Regions from separate parts of the Xenopus tropicalis genome. Here region 2 is linked to region 1. A link is a contact called in public Hi-C data. All regions are on one chromosome and are shown on one strand. Each heading gives the region's core, a stretch centred on a gene start, on an enhancer-like site or on the middle of the called end of the contact. The rest is flanking DNA. Distances are from core to core; before and after follow the strand shown.

Region 1 (7,941 bases), core at 3,893-6,392:
GCCTGATGTAAAGGGGTGAGTTAACACCAAAACAGGATACACTGTGTGCCATTAGTAAATGAGCCCCTCTAGTTAAGCCCTTGCTGAAAGCTACACACAAGGCTGTTCCTGCAGGTCTCACGTGAGCAGAGAGATTAGCTGTGCCTGCTGTCTTTCCACTGAAGGCTCAATAAACATTTCCTACAAAAACTGAGTTCTTTCCCAGCCTGAGGTCATCTCGGTTGACCCTAAGATAAGGGTAGGATAGTAAACGGAAAGCAAAACATTTGACTGACAAGAACTAAAGAACTCGTTTGGCGAGTTGACCTTCTCCCGATATGCCCACAAGGTAGGCAATATTGGGATAATTAATGATAATTAAAACTGCAGGCATAGGTGCACATATACGGGCAGATAAGCTGCCAAATCTGTCTGAAGAACCCACATCAGCAGCTGAAATCTGCCCATGTATGGCCACCTTCACTCTGAGAGACCCGCAAGGCTGAAGGCATGGGGGCATTATCTTTCTTGGCACAGTTCATAAAAATAGAAAAGCGCCCAAAGCAACCCCTGACACTTCCCACTGACTGTAATGCAAACCAGCTGAAAGCACCAGTATTGGTAGTTCTTAATGCTCAACGGAAGATTGTCTTTGGGCATTTGCTCATTGGCTAATACATGAAATGGGTAACATCTCCATACAAAATGTGCCTCACCTACAGTAATGCCTATAGGTGGCCATGCATGGGCTACCGATTCAAGCTGTTGGCAGAGTCGGGAGCTTAGTGGCTTTTGTATGGCGCCAAAACAACAGCCTACCCAACCAATAAGTGAAAGAGGATTGGGCAGATATCTATTAGGCAGGTTAGAAATTCCATTAGACGAGGACGAGGCCGTCAACGAGGTCCTCCTCTGACATAGGTCCCTGTTATTATGTGGTCATATATTCAGACACCACATGACTGCATCAGCCCAATAATGCCAACACCTGGGTGGCCAAACCAGATTGTGCATCTATGGCAGCAACTTTGGTTGTGCAGTGTGGTCACTTGTAAATATGAGTGCAAACAGAGCTGTATTTAGGTTCCATGCTAGCCTGGGCACCAGACCTCAGCCCACTTATCCCGCAATTGGCACTATGGTGGCCCATCTGTCCTGCCCATGCTCTGACAGCAGGAGACGGTTGTGGCAGAGGGGAACACACACTATTTAGAAAAAGGGTTTATCTATTTTTTTCATAGCTATTGTCAGCCCAGGCAACACCCAGCAACCCTACTGACAGACCTACTGTGCTTGTCTGGTGGGTACAAATGGTAAGGAACTTTTGAAGAGAAGCTTAATTTCTGAAATGCGTAAACTTTATATAATACAAGGAAATCACAAATAACTTGTAAAAATATATTATTATTAATGTTGCTTAGTGATGTCATCCATTACAAATGGCGCTTTGTGATGTCACATGCTGCAAGAAAATGTGAAATAAAAACAGCTTAGACTGATTTTTTTTCTCTTGATGGAGAAAGTGCCAGTATCATTTTAATTGCCATCCATGGGAACTCTGGGGCACGCTGTTATTTTTCTTGGGCAACCTCACTGCACTGAAGGAAAACCCCGCTTTGTGTCAACATTTCTCAAACACCATCAATTAGCAGAAGATTTCCCCCAATGATGTTATTAGACTGAGAAAATTGGTACGGAGACAAGCTGGCTGCCTGGTAAGTGTATTTTCACAGCTACATCATGTCAAGCCCTGCTCATTTGAGAGGCTAATCTCATTAGGTTGTGACATGTGGTGAGCGCTGGCTGGTGAGGCCTCCTCTCATATGAGCTGCCACTGGAATGCATCTAAAGACGACCCTGTTAGAGCAACGCTCGCTAAGCCGCTCGCCTTCAAGCTTGTCTTTCAACGCCAGCTTCCCCCCAGCACCAACACTCATTTCCTTTCCTGCTCTTATCCCAATGGGACTGTACCTGCTCCACTATCCATTCAGTAGATAGTATATGCCGTTTGTATACCAAAAGTATCTGCCCCTATACCAGAAGTATCGTCATTATAAAGGAGTACTTATATTGCAGTGCATTTTGGGGCAGGGGCACACAGGGCTTATGGCCCATTGCTGCTATCCAGTAGAAAACAGTGGCAGGCAAAATATCTCTGCTGACCTTTCATTGGTCCTAATACTGGATGTGAAGCCTCCGTATAACATACACACAGAGTGGTGACATACAGAGCATTTTGGTACCGAGGTTCTTTTCACACCGCTCCGTATGAGACCAATAGTGCACTTTAAATTCAATAGTATTTGGGGACAGGGGCATTTTGACCAGCGCTGTTCTCCAGTGGCGGCCAGCAACAGTCAAAACACCACGTGTGCCATTACCCTTACTATTAGTTGCTATTAGACTTTGCTTTATTAAACTGGATCAAGTATCCTAAAGATTTTGAACTGTATACTCCAATGTCCAATTCTAATGCTCAAGTTAGCAAACAATAAAAAAAACCTATAGTACAAACGGAGCCTGACAAGATTCCTACGTGGCTTTGGACATTGCCGTGACCAGAAAAAGAAGACTCTCCTGTGATGCTTCAAACATAATGTTCTATAATAACAGTTTTGGTAGCTGTGTTGGCATTCGCCGCTCCCACTCTGATGTAACATTATGCAATATTACTTGCTGTATGCAGGATGTATATAAATTACAGCAATAAAGGTGTTAATTATAAGACGCCGCTGCTGCGTGTTTCTGTGCCTGTGTGAGGGGTTCCACAAGCACAGCTGTTAGAGGGGGTATCCTCCTATAGAAAAACACTGACAAACTGCTCATATCCCCCCTATGGCAGTGACCCTTTAACACTTCTGAGCACAATGGAGCAGCTGCATCAATACAAGTGGCCCCAGAACTGTGTGACACAGCTGAGAAGATATCAGATTAACCAAGCTGCAAATATTGACCCCCTCTCATTTAACAGTTGCTATTTAATAAGGGACAAGATCCTATGGTTGAGGGAATAACATGTCACCTGGAGTTCCGCTCATCACTTTTCCCCGCTAGGCAAACACAGGCACATAATTATGCGGCACAGCCCAGGTACAAAGGTCCTATAAGTGAACACTAACATTGCCCCACCTAGGGCAATGATTAAGGGCAAATGATTCTGCGTCACTGCTAGACTGAAGGGCAGACAGTGCGAGGCAAGACCAAGGGCCATCCTTAGCCAAATGAAAGGTGCTCTTTTATCAATAGCTCACCCCCAGCCTTTACACTGGAAATGACCCCCAAAGGAGAAGCTCAAATAATGCAGCAGGTAGGTGTATATTCCCTAATACAAACCCTACTGTAAGTAAACAGGCAGGTTGCCTGACATAGCACAGGGGCAGGGTGCCCCGAAAGGCTAAGAAGACTACATTCCATATATTTGTATTGTGATTTAGCAATTGACAAACTGGATTTTCCTTGTGGCCCAAATAACCCTGCATGGATAACAACAGGGGCACATTATGGCCTGACCACACAAACTTTATCATTCTGTCCCCCTCCAACAGAGCTACAAACCTCCTGGACAACCTAATGCACTTCACCTTGTGTGCAGTATTACCCTATAATGGCAGGTAAGGAAGCGGATAGTTTTCCACAGCCTACTGAAAGTCAGTCTTACCTTGTGTTTGCCCAGTATATATCTGTGTACTTAGATAAACGCAGGACATTCCTTATATACATTACTTGCATTTATACATGACCGGGAACAGCCACATTACTTGCATTAGGGAAATGACACACAGAGCTACTTGTAGCCAGCTACAAAATAGACAATACTGGCAAATGCCTCTATATGTGTTTTAGCAGAGTCAGTTCTCAGTATTGTCTATAACAGGGTATTTTCTGGCATTTTGTAGCTGCGACAAGTAGCACCGTGTGTCATAGCCCTTATACATGACCAGGAGTAGCCACATTACGTGCATGTAATTGACACAAATCCATATTTGCCAGATTTGTGACTACTGTTACTTTAGTCAAGCATGCAATATGGCAACTCCCACTCGATTATAGGAATTAATGTGCACATATTTAGCCAGAGGTTGTTACCAAGTTACTGACCCTAGTAACCAGGCAGTGGTCTGAAAATCTATGAGCGAAAGATATTGCTTTAGTTGCTGCATTACTGCTAGATTTACAAATTTGCCAGTAGCCATAGTAGCAAATAAAATAACTGGAATGTTACCAGAGTATATAGTAAATTAGAAGTTAGGTACCTACCTGCAATGCCTTGTAGCAGGCCACACACATTAAAAATGCTTTTCTTCATCACACTTTGCACGCACATAGTAAAGACAGACACAAACGCCACAATGCACAGGATGGAGATTCCCACTGCTAAAAAGATGGCAGTCGCCTGCCAGAACCCACTGGCAATCTCATTGAAATGCTCCGCATAGGGACCGCACAGGGTGTCCTTCCTAAAATATGGCACTTGAGGCATTTTGATGCAGCGTCCGTAGATGCCCAGGGTTGGCCGGTAAGGTTCCTGCTGGCCACCAGTCCTACTGTCACTGTCTGTGCTTTTGGCTTTGCCAATCAACCAATCCGCGCTCATGAATGCAATCAGCTCTCCGAAGGCCACCACAATACTAAGGATTGTCCATAGCATGGAGCGGCAGGTTACAATGACATGACACATGGTGAATGCCACTAAGCGCTGCCAAACTGGGGGGAAGCTGAGGTATAAAGTGGAACCAGATGGGCTGTTTGAGAGGGAACCCAATCTCCTGGTACGTTCAGCGGGAAGAAATAGTTTCTGGGATCCAGAGGGTGATTTGCAGTGGAGGAATCAGCTCTGCTCGTCTCAGCCCGCTCTGTACCTCTGTCCTAACACTCATACTGAAACATGATGCTACAGGGAGTCAGGGAGTTCCCAGGCGCTGCCCACATGGCTGACATCACAGACCTGCAGGGAAAGAGAGAGTGAGATGGTGAAAGGTGCTGACAGGACACAAACCCCCTTTATCACTGCCACTATCTCATAGAGAGACCCCTATCAGGGACTGGACAAACTTCCCACATCTCAGCTCCCAGCAGAGGCACAGGGAAGCCTACACTGGCTAATCTCCTATCCTGTTAGTGTAAGTACATGGAGCAGGGACTGCCTCTAGCTACACGGCTGCCCCCAGGGTGCCGCTACAGTTAGTGCTATTTTAGCAGCAGCGGGAGTTAGAGACCCCCAACTGACTGAGCCACAGAGAAACGCACAATCATTTAGCTTTGAGGGCTGCTTGGAACCAGGTGGGCTGTTTTTGGCACAGACACCCAGATCTGTTGTTTGTGGCCCTGGGATGTGCAGGAGGAATTGGCTGAGTGACACACACTGAGATCACTGCTTTGCATAAATAACAAATAGATCCGCTTGGAACCCAACGACAGCGCACAGCTAATTAACCTACTAGGGTAACACAGCAGCCAGCGAGGTGACAGTCACGGTGCCACAGGCTAATAACTTCCTGTTATTGTGAATAGTCGCCATGCCCACGCCAGTTATCACCATTCTGCACTCACTTCCTTGCGCTGATCAGCTCAGTTTGGCTACAGCAGCAACTTGTGCACTGGGGGACATAACGACTATATGCTCAAGTGTGCCTCATTTAAGCCTTCTGCCTGTTTTCTTTCTACCTTTTTAAGTAGAAGCCAAGGCATTGTGGGAAACAACTGCTTATTACTCCAGAAAAAAAACGCGATATATATATTTAGTTTTTCTGGGCTGTATAACTTACATTTTCTTCTGACACATAACAGATACACATTGTAAAACACATTAGACTGACTAATTATAAGCCACTATAAATTATATTTTTCTTTCTACTAGGTGCAGGAGTATCACTATGTATAGTAAGCATTCTTCCAGTTTGCCACTAGAGGCCGCCACTTCAGATCTGTGTGTGAATCAGTATGGTGGCTCCAGCTAATTAGGATAAACACAAATCTGCACAGATAAATAAGCCCCCCTGGGGTGATGCTGGTATTGGTTGAGACAACTGAATAATATCTAAATATTAAGAAATAAATTGATTTGGGGTTGTAAACAATGAGCAGTGTCGTTAAAGGGGTGGTTCACCTTTATGTTAACTTTAAGTATATTATAGAATGTCCTATTCCTAGCAGCTTTTCATTTGGTCTTCATTATTTATTTCATATAGTTTTATTAATTATTTGCCTTCCTCTATTAACACTTTCCAACTTTTATAAGGGGATCACTGACTCCAGCTGCCAAAAACTAGTTACTTGAGGCTACAATGTTATTGTTACTTTTCATTCCTTCTCTCTCTATTCAGTTTTTCTACTATTTATATACCAGTCTCTTGTTCAAACCACTCCCAGGTTGCTAAGATAATTGGGACCCTAGCAACCAGATAGCCTCTGAAACTCAGAGCTGTTGAACAAAAAGTGAAATAACGAACTACAAATAAAAATAAAGACAAATTGCAAATTGTCTTAGAATAGTACTCTCTACATCATACTAGAACAACCCCTTTAAGTGCCAGAAAAGAACGTGTCATTCTATTTGAAACCATTCTAATAATGTATTCCTACGTGGTTATACATAAGCTACATCTTTTTAGGTGCTCCCTCATAACATTAGTGGAAACCCACTATTAACAGTAAATACTGATCATTAGTAAGTGCAATGGCACATAGTAAGATTTGTTGCCCACAGTTAAATCTGCGCTACCGCAGGCGACATATCTCCCACAAATACCTAGCCCCTGTCTCCGTAATGTCCCACAGAGAGATTAGTCGCCTGTGATAGATCTCTGCTACAGCGGGAAAATCATTTTTTCTAAATGCCACTGGCAACAAAGGGAATCCGCTTCGGTTTTCTAGCCGAGTGGCGCAAAGTTTCCTCCTCAGGTGACTTTAAAAAAACGAAACGATGAGTAGGCCTTTGCACCGATGATTAACTTTTTTGCCAGTGGAAAGATATTTGGGAGAGATTAGTCGCCCACGGCAGCAGAGATCCATCTCCGTGGGACATTACCCCAACATTGCAGTCGCCACAAGTAAACATATTCACAATTAAGCCAGATCGCCACGAGAAACATGTATTACATGCAGCAATCGCAGTGTTAGCTAATGGCAAGGCAGTTTCAGGAGATTTGTCACATGCGGTACCACAGATTTAACAGTGGGTGACAAATCTCCTCATGTGCCATCACCTATGGGGCAACAGGCTGCCAACTGTCAAGAATAGTCATGCTGGCACCCAATGTCTGTCTGCATATTAGCACCTCTACAGTCCCCGGCGACCACAGGTTCTTCTGTATGGTAGTTAAGGCACTGAGAAAAATCTGGGAGATGTTCCAGCTCTGATTATAAGCAGAAGGCAGTTAGCAAAACTGTGACAAATTGCTCCCTATATGGCAAGATACACAAAGGAGGTTCCCAGATAACACTCACTGCGAACACTGCTGTCTGGGTCTTCTCAAGCCCTCCTTGCTACCAGTTGGGACTAGTTCCTTGCACATGTTGCACAGGCTACAGAGGAAAAAGCTGTCCTCAAAGCTCATTTGTCAGGCAGCCCTGTCAGTTCAGAGGTGTGCCATTAGCTGACGGCACTGGGGGCCCCTATTATGAATATCACGGCCTTTAGACCCCCCACATGTGGCCATAAAGCAGGTGGTTAAGTACAGGGCACCCTAGCACCTATCAGCACCCTGGCTTCCATGCTTTCACAAATAAAACCTCTGTTTTTGGTTTGGTTGAACTCCCCCGTTTCATGAATTAAACCAGTTAAAATGAGATATGGGCACACTTGCCTGCAGCACACCCAGGAACAAAGGTCACATTGACTCTACAGGGTGGGAACTTGAACATAACAGTTTCAATTTACACTTCTAATCATGTGAATACAACATCCCAGAAATCAATGGATCAGTGATGCAGAACCTTCAAGAACAAATAAAGCAAAAAACA
Region 2 (7,941 bases), core at 4,019-6,518, 85 kb after region 1:
TGGGCACCCCTAAACTTTGGGAAGAAGACATTTGTCATAACATATATATCAGTCAGTATCTTCTGGGCCCCTACATCTCCTAGGACCCCTAGCAACTTAGGGCTAAAGGTGCCCATACACTACAAGATCCGGTCGCTTGGCGATGTCGCCAAGCGAGCGGATCTTCACCCGATATCCCCACCTACGGGTGGGCGATATCGGGTAGCAAGTAACTTAAAAAAAAAATAATCCGATAATCCCTGGGGCCAAACGATCGAATTACATTTGTGGTTATGGGGCAGTCGGTTCGAGGACCGCATCAATGAGCCGATGCGGTCCCCGATCCGACTGGATTTTCTAACCTGGCCGATCGAGATCTGGGCAATTTCAGGCCAGATATCAGTCGGCCAGGCCACTCTGTTCTGCCCATACACGGGCCGATTAGCTGCTGAATCGGTCCAAGGGACCGGTATCGGCAGCTATAGTCGGCCCGTGTATGGGGACCTTAAATGCCAGAAAATACCCTGCCATAGACAATCCTGAGAATTGCCTCTGCTAAAACACAAATGCAGAGACAATTATCAGTAAAAATAGTGAAGTAAAGTAAATCAGCCATGTCTATTTCTGTAGCCGTGACAAGTAGTTGCTACTAGTAGCTCTGTGTGTCTTCACTCTTATTCATCAGTAGTTATGCCTGAAACAGGAATGCCTTTGTGATTACAATAGAGCATTGTTATTTATAGTAAACTGTTCTAGTAGATAATCTATGGGTATGGCAGTCTGAAGGGACTGGTTTATTGCACACAAGTGCCCTATTGACAAGAGGTGACCACCACTGATTACTATGGGAAATAATCGTTGGCAATTCTCAGAGAAAAGTCGCAGTCTCAGCTCCCAGTGATGAATGGCGGCCAGTCAGACCGTGTGATATATTACCCTTAGCCGTGCTGTGATCAGCCAAACATAGATATTCTCCCAGACAGATTCACTGAAGCCTGCTGCCTCTCCCTGTTATCACTGTGCATCACGGTGCCAATAGGTGTTTGTGTTCACCAGCTGCAAGAAAATGAAGAAAGGGAAACATTTTCAGCAGTTTATTATGTTTAGTAGAAGTACAGGTATTGGACCTGTTATCCAGAATGCTGGGCACCTGGGGTGTTCCAGATAAGGGATTTTTCTGTAATTTGGATCTCCATAACTTAAGTCTGCTAAAAAACATTTAAATATTGACTTAACCCAATAGGCTTGTTAAGCCTCCAAGAAGGATTAATTACATCATACTTGGGATCAAGTACAAGGTACTGTTTTATAATTACAGAGAAAAAGGAAATCATTTTTAAAACTTAGAATTATTTGCCTATAATGGAGTCTATGGGAGATGGCCTTTCCGTAATTCTGAACTTTCAGGATAACGGGTTTGCGGATAAGGGGCCTGATACCTGTAGTATTATTTGTATTATTAGTATTATTAATATTATTATTCTGCAAAGCTGTACAATAAGTGACTATATACAATGAACTTACAGATTTACGTGCAACGCAGTTAATAACTGGTACAAGAATTAAAGAGGGCCCTGTTCAAAAGAGCTTACAATCTACTGTATAATACATTTGTATCATGCTTGCATCATTAAAGGTACCTGTGTGCTGCCTCACATAGTAAAACATACAGGACCTCAGTCTGTGCAATATTAATATTTTTCTGCTCCAAAGCCTAGTAATGCCACAGAAAATGGGATTGGGATTTCATTTATAAATAGGAGAAGCCTATGGCAATCATAAAGCACTGGAATGGGAACCTACATTAAGATTTGAATTTTTTCTTTAAACACAGGCCTTTTGTTCCCCTAAGGTGGGCTGATAAAGGCCAACGTGTCAACCCCAGTCCAGGGTTATAGGCCTATGAATGGAGCCTCTGGGAGTAGTTCTACTAAATTCATTTTACAGATTTTTGTTCAGCAGCTTTCCAGTCTGTAATTTCTGCAGCTTTAAGACAAGGTAAGTAATAAAAAATCACAATAGAATCGTAGCCACATGAATGGTGGGGTCAGTGACCCCCATATGAAACCTGGAAAGAGGCAGAAGAAAGAGGCAAATAAAAAAAATGAAAAGAAATAAAGATCAGTTGAAAAGTAGCTAAGTATAGGGCATCCTGCAACTCGCTAATTGCTGACTTAAAGGGGAACTATTCCTTTGACCAACATGGAGAACTGGCTTCTCCTACATTGTTTAAAAGTCAGAACAAGAGAACACAAAGGGAGAAACAAGCACTGCTTTCATTTGCAGTTACATTTACAAATAACTTTAACACCAATTAAAATATTACATGTATATACAGTATATATTGGAAAGTTGCTTAGAAAAATTAATCAGTGAAAATGCAAACTGTGAGGCAAATGGCTGCCGTGGTCTGGAGTGAAACAATGCAAATGTGGCCAAGCAGCTAACATGTTCCTTTCAGGTTTAATACAGTGGATGGATCCTGGCTTTATTCAGTGCTGGCTAACCTTTGGGCTGCCAAACTGACCTCTAACCCCATGTAGCAAGTTATTAGCAAGGTCACTGCCTAAACAGGTCAGACAGCCTGGAGACAGGGGGAGCCATGTACCACCTCACAGTTGGGTTATCGATACAATGCATCCGTTGTAATGACTCCACCACACCCTGCAGGTTAGAAGGGATACTTGTATTTCTCATCTTCATGGGCCCTCAGAACAATGAAATGCAGGGAGCAGTGTTTTGCTTATCTTAGGCTAATGTAACATGCCAGTACTACCCAATGATGCCCACCTCTGCAGACAATGTATTTAATGGTATCCACCCAGCACTAGGCATGTGGGGAGGATTTTGGTTCAAAAATTCACACTGGAGCTTTTGAAGACCAAAATCCGCCTCCTGTGCATGATTTTCCCGTGTTTCGTTTTGCAAATATCTCATTGTGACAAGACAATGTCTTTTTCTCCAATTATTTTATTAAAGTGTTAATAGTAATGTATGAGCAGCCATCATTTCCTATTATGCATACTCCACGCATTTGCTTATATGAGAAACCGGGCCAATCTACAGTGCCCAGCAATATAAGGGGTCATTAAATAACCACACTGTAGTTGTGGGCTCATAAATTTCCCTGGAGTCAGTTGTGCAAAAAAAGATATTCAATACAGGTCTTTGCATCAACTGCTTTCCTCCTGCCTTCTGTTTTAAATCCCCCTGTGAAAAAAATCTTCAGAGGGGCCACTGCCCACAGCCTGCCTGCCCACAGCCCTCCTTTCCACCTGCCCATGTTCCTGCTCCCCAACTGCAGATTCTGACTGGGGAAGGGGGATTTTAAAACTATTTTTTAAATTTACTTCCTAACTATAGAGAAAGCAGACCCTGTGGTTGGGGAGCACTGTCTCTCAGGCCTCACCGCGACTGTGGGGTCTGCTTCCTCTATAGTTACGCCGCTGATCAACTAGACTGGAACTCCCCCTAGCAAATGCAATGATGCTGGAATTCTGGGAGAAAAAACCCACTGAATTGTGGGTAAAAAACATGCCAATGGTCTTAGAAAATTGCACTTTGCACACGGTGGGTGTGAAAGCAAATGAACCCTAAGGACTTTCCTTGCTTAAGATCTGGACCCCAAGTTGTATAATTTTGAATACTGCAAAAAAAGTGTTAAAAAAAAATCTATAATCATGGAATCTGAATGTCTTACATGGGCAAAACTCAGGAGCACAAACACTCTTTAAGGACTGCAACCCCCCCCAGTATTGTGTATATTTAGAAAGGGTATTAGTGGTGGCAGCCAGATGAACCCCCAGCAAATGACAGGAAGATGAGAGATAAGGAAAGGACAAAACTGCTATTTTCAGTGCTGCATTATGCTACTGTAGTCAGCACCCAGCACCCGTATTTAAAGCAAGCTCCCAAGCGCACAAGCACATGGCATTAATGAAAGGGCACATTGAGAAACCAGGATATTCAGGATATTGCCACAGGCCATCAGGCAATTAGAGCCCAGCAGGTGCAGACAGAATGAATAGTAGTTTGTGGTTTGTACTCATAGTTCTTGTGGCTTCTTTATATTCCCAGGATTCCCGGCTGCTGACCGAGGTAACATCAGAGGAGATGTACTGGAGCAAACGAGACAGGGATTGAGTGGCTCAGCAATGTCTGGGCTCATGTTCCGGCTACAGCAGCTGTAGGAATGATCTGACCCAGTATAACACATGGATCGGACTCCCATGCCTTCCTGGGAGATCTCACATAACTCTGTGCTACCTCTGGGGAAAAGATCCCTGCATAGCCAGCCTTCACAGCACATTTTATGCCACTGGCCTCTAATACCCCCAATAATACAGTATTATATAGTCAAAACCCAGAACAGAGAACCCCAATAAATAGGTTGGAATGGAAGGGGGTACCAAGGGATTCCCAGTACTGATCTTTGAACACATGGGGCTCAGTGAAAAGGGTGGGGGATGTATAAAGCAATAGTGCAAAAATATTTTTGTGCCCCTAGAAGATGGGAAGATGAAGTTCCTACCTGGCAGGGGGTGGGGACCCTGTAAGGGAAGAGTTAATTACAATAGGATAAGACTGTAGATATTGAGCAGACTTAAGCTGGCCATCTGACGATGTTTCGTGCGACCATCGGTCGCACGAAACATCGTCAGATCCACCACACACCATTCAGGGCTGAATCAGCAGGTAAGGAGGTAGAAACAATAGGATTTCTACCTCCTTCTGCCGATTCAGCGCTGAAGGCAGATTTTGGTCAGGTGCCTTCTATGGCGCCCAATCAAAATTTTCCAACTGGTCCGATCGGCGAGTCGGCCGATATCAGCAGCCTCCTGCGATATCGGTCCACTCGCCGACATACCATACACGCACCGAATATTGTACGAAACGAGGTTTTGTACGATATTATCGGTGCGTGTATGGCCACCTTAAAGCTACTATGGAGTGAGAGTGTGGACAGTGCCCTATAGACAGGTATTATTATTATTATTATCAATATACTGTATATATTCGCCAATATATTCCACAGTGCTATACAACGACTGATCTCCCCGATATGACATCCCACCAGCGAGGATGTAAATCGTTGGTGGGATGGCATACGCGACGCCGACGATTTTCCGAAATCGAAGAGGCAACTTCCGCGATCCATGAATTTCTATGGTATATTTTTTTTTAGTTTGATTTATTTTTATGTTATTATTTAACTGCAAACACAACAGCTGAAGCAGAAGATCAGAGGCTTCCCTATCAGCCGCAGAGGCAATTGGTGCCCCTACAGGTCAGAAAGGTTAAGTGCAGGAAATCTGTGGCTGGCTACATCACTTCAATAGGGCTGCCAAATCATTAGTGCTATAAGCCAGGCCTGGACTGGCATTCTGTAGATTCTGGCAAATGCCAGAGGGGCTGCTGTAAGATGCCATAGGCAATCACTATTTATTGGGCCGGGGGGGCTGTTTGGGCCTCTGTGTACTTGAAATGCCAGGGCCTATTTTGTATCCCAGTCCAGACCTGTCATAAGTTGTTTTTTACCTTGTAAAAAAGGTACTTGTGTGTTCAGCATTCCCTGTGTCCATCATCTCTCAAATACTTTCTTAATAAAGAAATTTTGTAAAAAAATCTATATTTATGACTAAGGGATGGGCCTTTAAAGAAAAAAAAGGGTCTCTAGGCTTATTATATTTAACTCTGTTAAAAACCAAATACAATAAATGGAGCAAAGGTATTTTCTCTTTCTTGGTGTTAGCAAGGGTGATATACAGAATATGTGGCCTCAAGGACTTCTCAATCTTTTTTTTCCATATTTATGTAGCAGACACTAGCTAGTAGGGTTGATTTATTATCCATTATCCAGATAGCTTCGAAGTACAGGAAGGCCTTCTCCCATAGACTCCCATACACTCCATTTTAATAAAATAAACATGATGAAATGATTACCTTTTTCTCTGTAATGATAAGATGGTACCTTGTACACGAGGGTAACTAAGCTTCACAAATCCATATTGGTGGCAAAACAATCCTATTTGGTTTATTTCATGTTTAATTGTTATGTAAAGTATGGCGATCCAAATTAAGGAATGACCCCTTATCCAGAAAACCCCAGGTCCCAAGCATTCTGGATAACAGGTTCCATACCTGTATGAACAAATGGCAAATATCTGTTGTCAATCATATAAATCTCAAGTTTCTCCTCTTATGTAATAAAAGGCACTAAGTTTGCCCAGGAGCAGTAACCTATAGCAACCAATCAGCAGTAAGCATTGCTAGTAACCTACTTAAAAGCAAGCATCTTATTTGTTGCTATGGGTTACTGCTCCTGGGCAAATTTAGGGAATACAAATGTTGGGTATGCGTGAATGCCGACAGTACTAAGTCACTTTGCCTACGTGGTGCCTAAGTACTGGGAGAAGGAACAGAGTGCAAGGAGACACAACTGTAACTCTCCATGTGTGAGACTGGGACAGGGCAGCTGAGAGGCATGCGTGTGCTCATACAACACTGTCACGGGTTGCGTGTCCCCCCACCTGCATGTTTTAGTTGTACCACATTTACTGGTTTATACAGATTTCCTGGATTTATTTCTCAGGGAGATGGGTTTCATTTAACTGCATCATAAATTACAGAATAGAAGTTAGCAGAGGAAGGAAATGTTTCAGTCTAGATTTCCATCGCTTTGCAGATAAGGCAATAGTTTGTTCACCAAATATTCAATTAGATTTTTCTTTTTTTTGGTGGAAGTTAAAGGGGAAGATCAACATTAGCTCAATAATTAGGGCTTGTGCTAAACATATGTTTTGCTTATTATTTCAATCACATCAATTCTTGTGTTGGGCAAACAGGAAAATTAAAGCTACTCCATGGTTTTGTGAGGTTGATAATCTCACTGCATAATGGACTCCTGCTAACAAAACAGTCACAAGAATGGCTGAATGGAGGAGGTTGTAAACTTGTAGTCTCAGAAGGAACAAACATGGAGTAGCTTCAGTTTTGGTGTTTGCGCTGTTTATCTTAGATTTTTAATGATTAAAACATAGATACCAATGTGCTATTAGCCTTAAAGTTATAGGCCTGCCAGACTATTGCTCTTCTGTTAAAACTCCAACCAGAACATAATCCAAATGCCCTAAGGCAGAAAGTCCCAAATTGTGAGGCTTTCCTCTAGAGGCCAGAAGCAGTGGTTGAATGCTCAGTGTAAAGGCCAGGTAGGGTAAGCTTTAGGTTGAATCCTAATTTGATGTTCTTCATATTACTTGAAGCACAGAGTAAAGGACAAGCAAAGCAAGGTCTGGGGTGAATAAATGCTGCCCTGAAAATGATTGCATCTATAGCAACATGACTTATTGTTAGTGGTTTCCAATAGCTACATAGTCATTCTGTATCACAGTATCACATTCATATTTATTATGTATCATGAGCAATAGGGATGGAGAGAGGGTGGGGTGAGTAAAGCGCAAGTGATTTGTAGTATGGGTGTTCAGAGGTAAATGTTAGGTGGGGGCCTATCAGATATTTGGATTGGTGCCGTGGGTCTCCAGTTACAAAGTGTCATAATCACAATTTAAGAATGGGGGGGTTGAGAGGCTACAATGCAAATCCATGTGCAATGATACAGAGTCTGGGCAGATAGAGAGGGAGAAATGTATGAGCGGGATCTGTGCTTAGTTGCCAGTTTTCCAAGGTGTCTATTAGTATTACACCAGATATCTAATTATTGCATAATTAATGCTGATTAATGCCATTATTCACATGTACTTTTTGCAATAAAACAAAACAAAATCAGTTGCAGCCGTTTCCCAAGTTCAGAAATAACATTATTGCATAGCCACTTTGCAGCGCCTAACAGGACCAAGCTGCTTAACACCTAAGGCCAATCTCTCTGCACTGAAAAATATGGCTAGGGTTTTGGGTTGCATTGAAATGTCATTTATAATTAAGTAACCTATAAATAAAAGAACA

The links. A called contact is a pair of places that touch in the nucleus more often than the background predicts.
Region 2: a Hi-C map of neurula embryo shows a contact between it and region 1, with 1.8 times the contacts expected there. The contact joins two enhancer-like sites. A contact is called at or near these places in 2 of 5 Hi-C or Micro-C datasets (gastrula embryo and neurula embryo).

Annotation. Positions count from the first base shown.
Region 1 is chr1:185,667,694-185,675,634 of UCB_Xtro_10.0, forward strand. It overlaps lhfpl2 (LHFPL tetraspan subfamily member 2 protein), which reads right to left. Exons shown (of 5, transcript XM_002940194.5): 4 at 4,237-4,924. The coding sequence starts at 4,657. Among named protein-coding and RNA genes, the nearest start is that of scamp1, 44 kb to the left of the region's middle. Within about 2 kb of position 5,143, at least 7 of the 11 cell types and tissues checked have an H3K27ac peak or open chromatin away from gene starts, as enhancers often do. A contact at or near this core is called in neurula embryo, where this site is marked.
Region 2 is chr1:185,752,888-185,760,828 of UCB_Xtro_10.0, forward strand. No RefSeq gene overlaps it. Among named protein-coding and RNA genes, the nearest start is that of lhfpl2, 30 kb to the left of the region's middle. Within about 2 kb of position 5,269, at least 2 of the 11 cell types and tissues checked have an H3K27ac peak or open chromatin away from gene starts, as enhancers often do. A contact at or near this core is called in neurula embryo, where this site is marked.